4 separate regions of the Sus scrofa genome follow, and all the other regions are linked to region 3. Evidence: chromatin contacts called from public HiChIP or PLAC-seq and promoter capture Hi-C data. All regions are on one chromosome and are shown on one strand. The core of a region is the stretch at or near the end of the contact, and the rest is flanking DNA. Distances in the headings are between cores, read along the strand shown.

Region 1 (3,281 bases), core at 743-3,242, 120 kb before region 3:
ATCCTAATTTGGAATCTCGAGGGTTTTAAAGGGCCTCATGTAACTGATTCTCTCAGATTCTGAGTTCAATCTCTCCTTTACAAGATGCAATTTAAATAATAACAACATTTAGATAGAAATATCTGCCCTGCCAAGAAGCAGAAGGCGAGGCCCTGGGTTGCTTTTGGCTTTGTGTGTGACGGCAAGTGGTTTGCTTTCAAGATCTGCAACTTCTTTGGTAGCCTACTGAATTGTTTCCAAGGAGTGTTTTTGGATGCCCAACTGGTATTTCTTAAAGTAAGACTTTTTCACCGTGTTTGGTCTGGACACAGGCCAGCATTCTTCTCAAAGTTTTCATTTATTTTGAAATATTAAAACAATTTTGAGAGTCGATACAAGAAAAATGTTTACTTTCAAGAAGCTTGGTTTTCCTTTCCAGTTAGTTCCAGTAAAGGACAATTACTTGAGATAAAATGTTAGAAAGGATTAAGTATATTACTGAAGGCCTAGCCAGGAATCTTCAGGAGGCAGGAATATTGGACAGTAAGTATAAATGAAAGGACTAAGACCTGTGTTAGGAATTTTAGCATAATTTTTTAAAAATCTATCATACTTTATGGAAATGTTTATATTTCCTTGTGTAAAACATGCTGGTAAGCTTAGCTTCCCATTCTCTATTTTCAAAGTGAAAATATTAGTTTACCTAACAGATTACACTTAAAAGTGTACATTTAGAAGACTATTATTATAAAAAGGAGCCACTCTTACTATAAAAAGGAAAATCCTTCAATGTTAAATTTAGCAACCCTAATTCTTAAAGGCCTTGGAACAGTGTTGTCCAATAAGAGAGCTCACAAGCTACATGTGGCCACTAAGCTCTTAAAGTATGGCTAATCTGAATTGAAATGTGCTATAAAATACACAGTGGATTCTTAAGATTTAGTATGAAAATTCTCTAAATATAAGATCGATGGTTTATTAACGTAAGAATATAAAACATTTCAGTAATTTCTAGATTACATGACGAAATAATAATGTTATGAACATATAAATTAACATATTAAAATTAATTTCATTCATTTCTTTTGACTTTATTATGTAGGGCTGCCCTACACAATACATTTGAACTTCGTATGTTCCCTGCATATATTTTATCACTATAAAATAATCCGTTGTTTATCAGAAATTCAAATTTTCACTAGTTGTCTTATACTTTGGTTTACTAAACGCGGCACCTTTACTAATATGACCACTAAAACACTTTATATTCTATGGGACAGTGAAGTTTGAGAATCACCTAGTTGCTTTTTTTCCCCCCATAACCCTTCAACTCTTAACTCTGTGCAGAAATAACTAATCTAAGGGAAACACTTAATCCTAGGCTGGGATCGTCAATAATCCTGAAGTTAAAATTTTACATTGGTTTGAACAGGTTAAAGGACAACAAAAGGGCTTGTTCGCGACCAAAATGGAAAGGGCATTTGGGTTAGTCATTGCTTCCAGTCTCTCCATGCGAGTAATTAACGGTTCCGGTTTCAACATAACCCTTCTCACTCTTACCAAGATGAGCGGTGTCAAAGGCAGTAAACTAGCAGTGCGACCGTGGGCTAGTCCCAGTCCGCCTTCAGACCTCCGTTAAGAGGGGTAGGGGGCGGGCGGAATTTGTACTACTCCAGCCTTCCGCCGCCTGGCCCACTCTGGCTCTTGCCCGGCTCCGGGCTGGGCCAACGAGCTGGGTCTCAGACGCCTCCCAGGCCCCAGGTCTTGCTGCCTCCCTCAGCGGAGCCAAAGCTCCTTCGGCTGTAACTCCGGGCCTACTAGGGTCTGCCCTGACCCGTCCACGCCGGGACCGCGGCTCGGCCCGAGACTGTGCGCGCGGCGGGCGGCCCGGGCCCGCCCACCGTCGTCACGTGTGGCCCCGCCCCGCCGTTGGGCTCGGCGGGATTGGCAGCTTAGGCCCAGAGCCCGCCCCAGCCTCGCTGTCTATGTAAGGCCGGTCTCTCCCGTGAGGCCGCGGTGGCGGCGGGAGCTCAAGAGCCTGCTCAGTCTGCGAGCGGTCCCTCAGGAAGGCTTCCCTGTGGGGACCCGACGCGCACGCGCACACCTAGCCCCGCCCCTGCGCGCCGCCGCGTCTTCTGACCCAGGGCCGCGCGCCACGGGCAGCGGAGGGCGGCATGCGGGACTACGACGAGATGACCGCCTTCCTGGGCGAGTGGGGGCCCTTCCAGCGCCTCATCTTCTTCTTGCTCAGCGCCAGCATCATCCCCAACGGCTTCAACGGCCTGTCTGCCGTTTTCCTCACTGCGACCCCGGAGCACCGCTGCCGAGTGCCAGACACCGCGAACCTGAGCAGCGCTTGGCGCAACCACAGTCTCCCGCTGCGGCTGCAGGACGGCCGCGAGGTGCCTCACAGCTGCCGTCGCTACCGGCTCGAGACGATTGTCAACTTCTCGGCTCTAGGGCTGGAGCCTGGGCGCGACGTGGACCTAGAGCAGGTGGAACAAGAGGGCTGCCTGAATGGGTGGGAGTTCAGCCAGGACATCTACTTGTCCACCATCGTGACTGAGGTGGGTACCAGCCCCGTGCGGGAGCCTGGGACCGGGGAGTAGAGAGGACCTTCGCAGTCTTTAAGGTCGCACACTCCACCCGCCAAGGTGTGCGCTGTCACTCCCTCTCCACAGACTTACTACACACTGGTGATGGGCATCCTCCAGCCAGGTGACTCGGGAGCACTTTGCACGGTCACTTCCAGCCAGATCTTGGCCGTCGCAGCACGGATGTCCGTGCTGGCCACCCATCGTGTTGGCTACCTTGACGAGGAAGCCAAGAAGGCCCTGGCGACTCCTGGTAGATACTCCAAGGTTTTAAGTAGTTAAAGACTTACTCTAGATGGGTGTGGGAATGCTGAAGACCAGAGCTAGAGCTTGGGCCAAGGAGCTGACACCGTTTTTTCCTCCAGCCTCTTAGCATCTGCTCAGAAAGAGAGGAAATACCCACCCCTTTACTTTCTTGAACTTGTAAAGTTAAAGGAAGCATGTCTATAAAACTGTCTCTTGCTCCTTTCTCCAGTTACTCCTTCCCCACCCACCTTCACCCCAAAATGACTGGTCCTTACCCAGGGAACTGTTTACCTTTTGTTCATAGTTAATCATTAGTTTTTTAGAATTCCTGCATCTAAAGATCCATTCAGGGGGACACCTTGACCTGGAATGTTTTGGATATTTTAAGGAAAAGTCATTGGGCTGATTAAGTTAAAGCATAACAACTTTAGTTCATAGAAGCAGAGGGAAAACCTTTCTCAT
Region 2 (2,937 bases), core at 6-2,505, 100 kb before region 3:
CTCAGAGGTTGAGAGGAAGGTGCTAACTGCCTAAATCCCTTCACCTTTTCCATGGATTTTAGGTTTTCATACTTTATATAATTCTTTTCAGTTGAACCATTACCTTTAAATACTTTATTTACTTATTTAGTCTTTTTAGGGCCTCACCTGTATCATATGGAGGTTCCCAGACTAGGGGTCAAATTGGAGCTACAGCTGCTGGCCTACACCACAGGCATAGCAAGGCAGAGCCCTAGTTGTGTCTGGGACCTACACCACAGCTCTCAGCAATGCCGGATCCTTAACCCACTGAGCAAAGCCAGGGATCGAACCGGCGTCCTCATGGATACTAGTCGGGTTCGTTACCATAACAGAAACTCCTATTACATTTAATAAGAAAAACTCTTTATGAGTAATAGGCCTCTTGTGAAGTTGGTATTTGGGAAAATTGTTGTCTCTTACACCTTAGGTAGTCCCTCATCTTAAGAAAAATCTTGCAGTACCTGAACTGTGAAGCATAAGTAGATTTAGAGTTAGACATGTCCTGTCCCTTTCCTGCCACCAACAGGGAGTTGTTGAGTGTTGTCTTGGAGCCTGGTCCTTTTGGATACTCGCCCTCCCCCGCCCCACCCTCCCTGTGAACCCTGTTCCCACAGGCCAGGAGTAATTTCCTGGCTCTGCCTGACTCCTGGGTCTTGCGTCTCCTTCCTGTTCCCTTTCTTTCCACCCTCTCTGCAGCAAGCAGTTTTCCTCATCTCCTGAAGGGTAGAAGTTGTCATGGCTGGCCGATGGGGTTCTGGAGTGTATCTCTGTTCTGATGCGAAGACAAGGGGCTGGCTGTGAGAACAGCCACCAGCAGTCATGCTGCAATGTGCAAAGGCGTGTTAGCATGTCAGGCTCTAGATGCAGACCTGGGGCTTGGGAAAGGGAGACCAGTTATTATGGGCAGCAAAGAAGCTGCTGGCCACTTGGCAGCCCTGCCAGCCTCTCAGTTAAGTGGTGATCCAGCACCAGTCCCACTTAGCATGTCCTAGAAAGGGCCCTGGTGCACAGAGGGGAGGGGTCTATGCAGGGAGGGCTTTTAAGGGAGCTAGCCTCCGTAGCTCTGCAGGGGTCAGTCTGTGTGAACCCGTAAGTCCCACTGGCATCTTTGTGGAAATGGGGCTATTTCAGGGGATCTGTTAAGTCAAAAGTTGACCTTTTGTTGAACCACGGACTTGGGAAAAAACAAACTCCAAAGCTGGGTTTGCTTAAGAAAGCAACCTCAGTGTGTTTAGACGTGTGGTTTATTAATGTCCTTGGCTGTGCCAAATTTCATAGGAAGTTACTCTGGGTGAAGCTGAGGTCAATTTTCCTGTTTTTCTATCTGAAAAAATTTTTTCCCTGGAAGTAGTCCATAACTTCATGGTATGAGGACTGAAAACATTAATTCTTTTAAAATATCCTATCCATAAACTACACAGCCAGTTTCTTTCTATGACCCAGAAGGCTGGGAGCCAGCCTCGGGGAGGAATGCTCAGCGGCCTCCCTGGAATGTGGCCATTGACTGGGCTGGGGGTGGTGCCGGGAAGGCGCAGTCAGCTGGGGCCTCCTCCTCCGCTGCCTCATCACCTCAGGGACTGGTCGCCTCCTCTTCCTCCTCACTCTTGTTCACTAATTTGTTATCGACAAGGCCTGGGGAGCCTTCTGCAGCCCAAGATACAGTCACTATAGTCCTCTTCTTATCCAGCAAGACGCATAAAACATTCCCCAACCCAGAGATGTGCAAGGCTAAGATGCGAGGGTTTCAAGTATGTTCTCGCGTCTCTGAGTCTCCAACCTTCTCTCCCTCCCATACCCTTGTCATGTTGTTCCTGCAGCTACAAGACCTGAGCTCCAAGAAGCAGCAGTCCCACAGCATTCTGGATCTGCTCCGAACCCGGAATATCCGGATGGTCACCATCATGTCCATAATTCTGTGGTGCGTGAGTGAGCCCTACCTGCGTCCAGACAAGGTGCTGGCCGTGGCCGTCAGGCCCTGCATTTACAGACGCGTCTTAGACCAGAATTCAAAGCCTGTATCATCGGGGATGTGTCTTGCGATGAAAAGAAATGGGCATGTCCAAGTTCTTAATCTCGGAAGAGGAGAATGAAACTGTTGTGGGGGCTTGGGGGGAGATATGGGATCTCTGGGGATCCCTTCGGGTCATAAGGCAAGTCATTGCTCACTTTGGGTCTTAGTTTAGTTGTTCCAGTCACCTGTGCATCAGACATTGACCGAGGAGGACAGCTGAGGCCTTTTAGAAGTTCTAAGTGAAGACACCATGTCCTTTCGATTACAGAGGATGCTAAATACATTCTGAAAATGTGGAGACAGGACATCCTCCCTCTGGGATGGTTGAAGACGGTCCTGGAGGCAGAGCCAGGGCCTATATGTCCTCATCAGGGCCCTTCTAACACAGCATTTCTCCAAGTGTGTCGGGGAGGGGTTCGTGATTGACCAGGAAGAAGGAACATAGCCAAGTGCCTGCATGGAGTTTGCTCAGTGGCCAGACCCTTGGGATTGCAGGCAGCTACCTGAGCTGCTGGGGGAGGAAGGCAGACTTCCTCTCAGCATCCCTTCTGCTGGAGTCAACAAGCCCTGTCAGCCAGCTCTTTTGCTCACTGAGGGTACTATGAGTCACCCATTTCCAAGGAATGGCCTGGGATCCCTTAGGGTGGTGCACCACCCCTGAGTCGGCCTCAGGGGTGATTCAGCCTGCCCCACACACCTGCCAGCCTGCGATGTGTCACCTAGGCGCTCCTCTTGCACGTGCCCTTTTCCCTGATTGTACCAGCTGTGCTTTCAACCTGCTGGCCAGTTAAAAACAGTCTGATTCACATAGGTCTGGTTTGCCCAAGAGTGCTGACCATCAGTAGCGAGAATGCCTACTGGGGACAGGTCTAGGCCAGGGGCAGTGAGGGGCATGCAGATGGCCC
Region 3 (3,207 bases), core at 427-2,926:
ATGCTGGGAGTATCCTGCTACTGGAAACCTGTCAGTGCCCTCAGATGGGTGACCTGTCCATACCTCAAGAAGGGAGGCAAGCAGAAGTCAGCCGGTGGGGCCCTGGTGCATGCAGGGCCCACTGAGAAACACATCTGCCTACTTCCCAGTACTTCCCTTTTTGAGCTGCATCGGAAGCTTTGGTCCCCCAAAGGACATAGGTTAAAACAGTGGCAGAAAAACCCAAAAAGTAACACTCACTTTATTAATCCAGATCAGCCCTGGGATTTGGTTGGAATTAATTTGCATCTCTAGCCAGGGTCTCATGCGCATCCGAGTGATGGGCATGTTGGCTGTAAAGAGAAGACAGAAGGCTCCTGTTTGGACTGTCGAGAAGCCCCTGGACATTACCCTACCCCACCCCAGGTCATTCATTTACCCTCCCTTGCCCTCTGCCAGGTACCAAGTACTACAATTGTAGTACTACAGCTGGGAAGAGGGCTTTCTCTGGAATAAAACCACCCTCCGAATCTTGTTATCACCTTGAGCAAAACATTTTTTCTTCACTCCCTCCCTCCTAGACAGTCTTGGGAAGAGAGAGGCATGCAAGTGATGGTTCAGGATATATGTGTAGGAAGAGACAAAAACAAGCAAAAAAAAAAAAACAAAAAACAAAACAGAAACCAGGTATCTAAATTCCAGAACTTTTCTCTCAAAATTCAAATCCTTTGGGAAGCTAGGGCCTTCTTTTGCTTAATGCCAGAAATTTCCATACTTGAGTTGTTGCCACTAGCTGTCCACTTTCCCTTAGGGACAAGGAGGCACCCTGCATTCTGGACCACCACCCCCTCCCGCCCAGCCTCCCCCCCCCATCTATTCTATTCTACACCTCCCTAACAGCCACAGTGCAAAGGCCAGGACGCTAACCATTCCCGCCAGACTCCCCTCCTCGGGCTTAGTGGCCCAAGGAACACCTGTGGCGCCTCCTCCCGGGGCCCGGGGAGATCCTCCAGCCACCCTGGTCAGCAAGCCCCAGACCCCGCCACCTGCATAGACCGCCTGAAACCTGGGGCCTGTGCGCGAGCTGGGGCCACAGATAGCTGACGCCAGGAGCACAGGGCGCCCACGCGCCGACGTACACTCGAGTCCCGTGGATGCGCGCAACCAACACACAAGGGCCACCCAGAGGCCGCCCGCGGCTTCGCGCACACAGATCTGCGACAGCGGCCGGGCGCCGGCAACCTTGGCCGGGTAGGCGGTCCATGCAGCGGTCCGCCTCCCCTCCCGCCTGCCCCCACCCGGCGCAGCCGCTCGCCGCTCCTCCAGCGCCCTCCTGAGCCCGCGCCGGGACCCAGGCAACGCCGCGCGCCCGCCACTCTCCCGGCTAGGGTTTTCGGTCCCTACTTCCTTGTGCCCTGCGCGCCTTTGTTCGACGCCACCGATGCCTCCCGCGGAGAAGGTGTGCTCACCTCGGCAGCAAGCGCTATCCGGCAGTGGTGCCCGAGGGTCCCGGCGCTGCAAGGGCTGCTGTGTGGGCGCGAGGAGCGCGATTCCCGGTGGGAGCGAAGAGAAGGCAGAGGATGCCCGGGCCGCGGAGCCGCTGGGCACGGCTGGCCTTGGCTTGGCACGGCTCCCGTTGGCCTCTGCTCGGCCGGGCTCGAGCGCACGTCCTGCCTGGACGAAGGAGTGGCGCGCACTGCCTGAACCGCGACGCGGGCGAGAAATCTAAACACTTAGCGGGATTCCCCCAGCCCAGGCCCGGCCCCGCCTCCTAAAGAGCCGCGAGGGCGCCCATTGGCCGGCGCCGCCTCATCATTTCGGGGAAATCAGGCTGTTGTAGAGCTAGCGGCGAAGGGGAAGTACAGGGCGGCTGCCCCTCCCCACCCCCTCCGGCCTGGCGCCGCCGCCCCGGGGCGACCGCGGGCCCGCCCCGCCGGCTCCCACTCCACCCCCACAGCAGCTCGCCCCGGAGAAAGGCTGTCCTGGAAAGCCAAACGCCCCCGGCCCGCAGTTACTCCTGTCACTCAGCACTCCCCAACCTGCTAGCTGCCATGGCCATCTCTTCGTCTTCCTTTATGGAGGGTAGGGACAGCAGTCTCCCCAGGCCCGGTGAGGGGGTCACCTGGGCACCTGCCTCCTCCTTAAGAGTGGAGGCCAGGACTGAATCTCCAAAACCAACCTGCTTCCTCAAGTCCGGAAATGGGGTGTCAAGAGGGAGGGTTTTGGCTCTCAAAAGGTCGCCTTTTTGAGGAGTGACCTACCTCCAGGTCACTCACCTGCCCTGGGGAAGTAAAGGAAAGCATACCCTGTTTGGGACTGCCTGGACAGGTTGGCCCCTGCTGGTGCAGCCTGCCAAGGGACTCGTGGGTATCTCAGTTTCCAGTAACAATAACCGTATCTTGCTGGCTTTACAGTGACAAAAAGGGCTGATGTCTATAAAGCGCCATGCCCTACTTGGGCTACAGATGATGCATGATTTGCAAGGTCCCTGTCCAGAGTCTAATAGTGATCAGGGAGGGATCTCTTCCACTTCTCTGTCTACTTCCTTGGGACTGCCCCACGACTGGCCTTAGGGAAAGGAAGAAGGGTTTCAGAAAACCCAGGACTGCTGAATTGGGGTAGGGGTGGGGTAGCCTTGGTTCCTCCTAGCCCTCTTCCTTTAGGCCACATCCACAGACTCACGTGGCACTTGCATCGGAGCCCCACTGTGGAAGCATTGGTGTAGTCTCTGGGCCCTCAATGCTTAGTCCAGAGGGTTTCTGGGCAACATGAGGGAATTGCTTAGGGCTGAGCAAGGCTGTGGGTCTAGCGGAAGGGTTGGAAAGTCCAGGTCCTAAGCTTCTTGGGAATGGCAGCTCTTTAACTCTTGTGCTTACAACTAGACCTTGCCCTGCTTGTGCTCCTAGTGACTGGACTATGTTCATTTTTCTATCCAGAACTCTGGCCTAGCAGGCTGCTTCCTTCACCTCCCCAAAGCTGCTGACTCAGAAGTAAATCACTCTTCCAGGCCAGGCTGGTGGTATCACTCCTGTCACCCAAGCTCGCCCTCTGTAGCAGCCCCCAATTTCAATGTTACAAGCTATAAATAGACACTTTGATGCAGCATTCCACCTGTCAGTCACACTACAGCTCCCTCCCACGGAAGAAATGGATGGGTTAATCCAATTCTGGTACACCCAAATCTGATGCTGTAAGACCAAGCTTGGTTCCCAGGAAACCAACAGGAAT
Region 4 (3,362 bases), core at 643-3,142, 66 kb before region 3:
TGGGGGTGGTGGAAGTGGAGGCATGGACTAGAGAGAGGAACAAGGCAGGAGGGAGGTCTGGGGTGAGGTTGGTCCAACTTCCCCAGACCCCACGCTCGTGGCCACTGGGCCCTGGCAAGTCATACTTAGTGCGGCTCTTGAGTGCTGTCTGGTTGATTTGCTTCACAGCTGGGTGCCTCTGTGTCCAGTTTCGCTCTGCTTCTGACTCACACAACGCTGGTGCTGGGTTTTTAGTAAAAGCAGGTGTTAGGAAGAATATGTTGAAGGGAGAATCAACCCCTAAGGGACTTTGACAGACAAGGTTCTAAAAACATTTCCGGGCTGTTTGTTGTGTTTTGTTTTGTTTTTTTTTTTTTCCTCTTAACACCAGTTAACAGTTTTCAGTTTAACTGTGTTTTCCTTCCTGAAATCTTTAAGTGAGACTAGTCCTTGTGATTTATTCTATGCATTGTTTTTAGGGAGTTCCTCTACTTGACAAGTCTGGGTCAGAGATAGAGTTTTATTTTTTTTTCTCCCTCAGATGAAGTACACAAAAAATAGGAGTGATTTGCGTTTGTCTCCAATTTAATTTATTTCTTTTTTTTTTAATAGGTTTTTTTGTTTTGTTTTGTTTTGTTTTTTGCCATTTCTTGGGCCACTCCTGTGGCATATGGAGGTTCCCAGGCTAGGGGTCGAATCAGAGCTGTAGCTGCCCTCCTACGCCAGAGCCACAGCAACGCGGGATCCAAGCTGAGTCTGCGACCTACACCACAGCTCACGGCAACGCCGGATCGTTAACCCACTGAGCAAGGGCAGGGATCGAACCCGCAACCTCATGGTTCCTAGTCAGATTCGTTAACCACTGCGCCACGATGGGAACTCCCAATTTAATTTATTTCTATATCTATTTTCCTTTCTTGGGTAACAGAGGTAATATTTGGGATCATTTTAACTGAATCCTAACTGCAGGTGAGTCAGTCAAGAATTTTTATGTATTATTTAATACTTGGTTGAGGGAAACATTATAAAAGAGATGGTTGCCCTCACAGATCCCACCTTCTGGTTGGAGAGTCAAAACTTTGTTGCTATCTGTTAACATTCAGTACTTACACCAGTGAGGGCCCAGAAAAGCCCAGGTCAGGGAAGACTTCATGAGGCCTACCCGTGGGGTTTGGTAGACTCAGGTAGGAGAGAAGGCATTGGGTGGTGGCTCCAGGCGCAAGGATTTGAGAGGGGCAGTAGCTTCAGGAGGAGTTGGAGGGACCATGCCCGATATGCTGGGTTGGCTGGATTTTGGTAGTAGTGCAATTTGACTGTTGGGCCAAAGAGTTTGACTTTAATATCATAAAGAATAGGAAGTAAAGACTTTTGAACAGGAGGACAAGCTTACTGTATAAAGTAGGGACTTTTATTTCCATTTTACACCTGAGAAAAGCAGTGCTTTTCAAATACTGTCTTTTTGAATGAGTCTCCAAAGTCACATGGCTGGTGGAGGTTGGATCTGCCAGACCCCAGAGTCCACACACACTCTTATACCTGCACTGGCTCGCGTTATCTGCAGAGGACAGGCTGTCTCCAGATTACCAAGGCTTCACCCCACTCTGACCTTGTATGACCCTCTGAATCTATACATGACTGCATTTGTTTGTTAGTGTCACTCCCTGGGCTGAACCGCTCTAGGGGAGAAAGAGGACTTTGGGTAAGTCACTTCCCAGCCTGTCCAAGGCCTAGGAAAAGGGGCAGGAACCCAGCCAGGCCTCCATGGTCTGCATAGCAACAGTCCAGACAAGTTCCAAGAGCTGCAGAGACTGTCAGGGGAGTTTTGGAGCTACAGGTCCCCGGGCAAGTCTTCCCTCCAAAGTGGGATCCGTAGAGCTGATCGAGATCTGGGCAGCATGACAGCACAGCTGCAGCCACAGTACAAGTTGACTCTTGCTGCTACCCTAAACTTCCAGCACAGGCTGGAGAACATGACACATTGGTTCATGTTGAAGTTTTCCAAGAGAAGGATCAGGTTTGTGGGAGGAGTGAGACGCGGTGCTCACCTCCCACAAACACATCAAAAGCCCCATCTACTTGAAGTTTTCCAGTTATTCTTTTGTTTATTCCTTCATAAAGTATTCAGCAAATAGTTAAGCACCAGAAACATAGCAGTCTGGGGGCTTACGGCAACCAACAAAACAGCCTGCCCTCATGGAGCTTGCAGTTTGATCTGAGATACAGGCAATGCTTAATTCAGTGTCTGAAACGCGGGAGGTGCTGTGAGAAGAGTGAGGCAGAGAGAGGGGATAGCGTGACAAGGCAGCCCAGGAAGACTTCTCTGAGGAGGGCGCGGGTATGTGAGCAGAAATCTGGGTGAAGCCAGGGGGCAAGCAGTGTGAATGTCTGTGTTCCAGGCAGAAGGAACAGCGAGTTCATAGCCCTGAGTTGGGATTGTTTGCAAAGCTGGAGGAGGCGGGGTGCACCAGGGAGCCTGGAGGAGAGTGGGAGGAGCAGAGCCAGCAGAGGGAGGAGGAGCTGGGATGGGGTTCTCAGCCCAGCTCTAAGGTGTGGCTGAGACGTTGTTCCTGGCTGGTTGGCCTCTAAATCTGCAGGCCTCCCTGAGAGCCTTTTTATCTACTCGCTGTCCTTCTGTAGAGTCCCCTTCCTGGAAGTATTAACCACCATTAATTCTGTCGTCCGCAGCTATGAACCCTGATAAAGAGCTTTGCCGGGAGAGGACCAACTACATTTAGAACTCAATATTAACCAGTTTTTTTTAGTGAAATAAAATTTTGTGTTTGTTTTTGTTTTGCCTCTTTAGGGCCACACCCGTGGCATATGGAGGTTCCCAGACTAGGGGTCCAATCGGAGCTGTAGTTGCTGGCCTACACCACAGCCACAGCAGCTAGGGATCTGAGCCGTGTCTGCGACCTGCACCACAGCTCGTGGCAACGCCAGATCCTTAACCCACTGAGCGAAGCCAGGGATCAAACCCTAAACCTCATGGTTCCTAGTCGGCTTCGTTAACCACTGAGCCACGATGGGAATTCCACCTAAAATTTGTTTTTAAGATTAGAAAAGATATACTGGAGTATTACATTAAAATGTTTAAATTTTGGTTGGAGCGCCTCCACCTTGACACAAATGAGCCTTTTACCATCACTCTCCTCTCCTCTAGGAAGGGGGAGGCCTGGTTCTGTCTCCCTCCTCACCTGACAGCTGAGGCCCTAACCTGGTCACCCTTGCTTGACCTTTCTGGTCTCAACCTGTAGAATTTGTCTAGTCATGGCATTCTTGCCCAAAGAGAAGGAGAAAGAGAAAAGTGACTTCCTGGGGTCTTCCCCGTCCTGGAGGGCTCCGATTCCGTGGACAGACTCCACAGAATGTGCTTCAGGGAATTA

The links. Promoter capture Hi-C pulls out the DNA fragments that hold promoters and counts their contacts. HiChIP or PLAC-seq counts read pairs in DNA pulled down with a chosen protein or histone mark.
Region 1: a contact with region 3 is called in a promoter capture Hi-C map of fetal liver, with 4 times the contacts expected there. The contact joins the promoter of SLC22A5 here to the promoter of IRF1 in region 3. A contact is called at or near these places in 2 of 5 promoter capture datasets (fetal liver and liver), 19 of 47 Hi-C or Micro-C datasets (alveolar macrophages, blood, embryonic fibroblasts and 11 more) and 2 of 2 datasets of contacts at active chromatin or transcription factors (alveolar macrophages and skeletal muscle).
Region 2: an H3K27ac HiChIP or PLAC-seq map of skeletal muscle shows a contact between it and region 3. The contact joins the enhancer-like site here to the promoter of IRF1 in region 3. A contact is called at or near these places in 1 of 5 promoter capture datasets (liver), 19 of 47 Hi-C or Micro-C datasets (alveolar macrophages, blood, embryonic fibroblasts and 10 more) and 2 of 2 datasets of contacts at active chromatin or transcription factors (alveolar macrophages and skeletal muscle).
Region 4: a contact with region 3 is called in an H3K27ac HiChIP or PLAC-seq map of alveolar macrophages, with 3 times the contacts expected there. The contact joins the enhancer-like site here to the promoter of IRF1 in region 3. A contact is called at or near these places in 2 of 5 promoter capture datasets (fetal liver and liver), 33 of 47 Hi-C or Micro-C datasets (adipocytes, alveolar macrophages, blood and 16 more) and 2 of 2 datasets of contacts at active chromatin or transcription factors (alveolar macrophages and skeletal muscle).

Annotation. Positions count from the first base shown.
Region 1 is chr2:134,658,804-134,662,084 of Sscrofa11.1, forward strand. SLC22A5 (solute carrier family 22 member 5) reads left to right here and starts at 1,993. Exons shown (of 14, transcript XM_021085423.1): 1 at 1,993-2,546. The coding sequence starts at 2,154. LOC102157444 (a long non-coding RNA gene) reads right to left here and starts at 1,856. Exons shown (of 4, transcript XR_001307200.2): 1 at 1,540-1,856.
Region 2 is chr2:134,679,021-134,681,957 of Sscrofa11.1, forward strand. It overlaps SLC22A5 (solute carrier family 22 member 5), which reads left to right. Exons shown (of 14, transcript XM_021085423.1): 6 at 1,839-1,939. Among named protein-coding and RNA genes, the nearest start is that of SLC22A5, 20 kb to the left of the region's middle. Within about 2 kb of position 1,256, at least 37 of the 83 cell types and tissues checked have an H3K27ac peak or open chromatin away from gene starts, as enhancers often do. A contact at or near this core is called in embryonic fibroblasts, liver, mesenteric adipose tissue and 4 more, where this site is marked.
Region 3 is chr2:134,781,970-134,785,176 of Sscrofa11.1, forward strand. IRF1 (interferon regulatory factor 1) reads right to left here and starts at 1,677. Exons shown (of 10, transcript NM_001097413.1): 1 at 1,449-1,677; 2 at 241-332. The coding sequence starts at 327. The region is part of intron 11 of SLC22A5 (solute carrier family 22 member 5); the gene reads left to right.
Region 4 is chr2:134,715,694-134,719,055 of Sscrofa11.1, forward strand. All of the region lies in intron 10 of SLC22A5 (solute carrier family 22 member 5), which reads left to right. Among named protein-coding and RNA genes, the nearest start is that of SLC22A5, 57 kb to the left of the region's middle. Within about 2 kb of position 1,893, at least 15 of the 83 cell types and tissues checked have an H3K27ac peak or open chromatin away from gene starts, as enhancers often do. A contact at or near this core is called in alveolar macrophages, fetal liver, omental adipose tissue and 1 more, where this site is marked.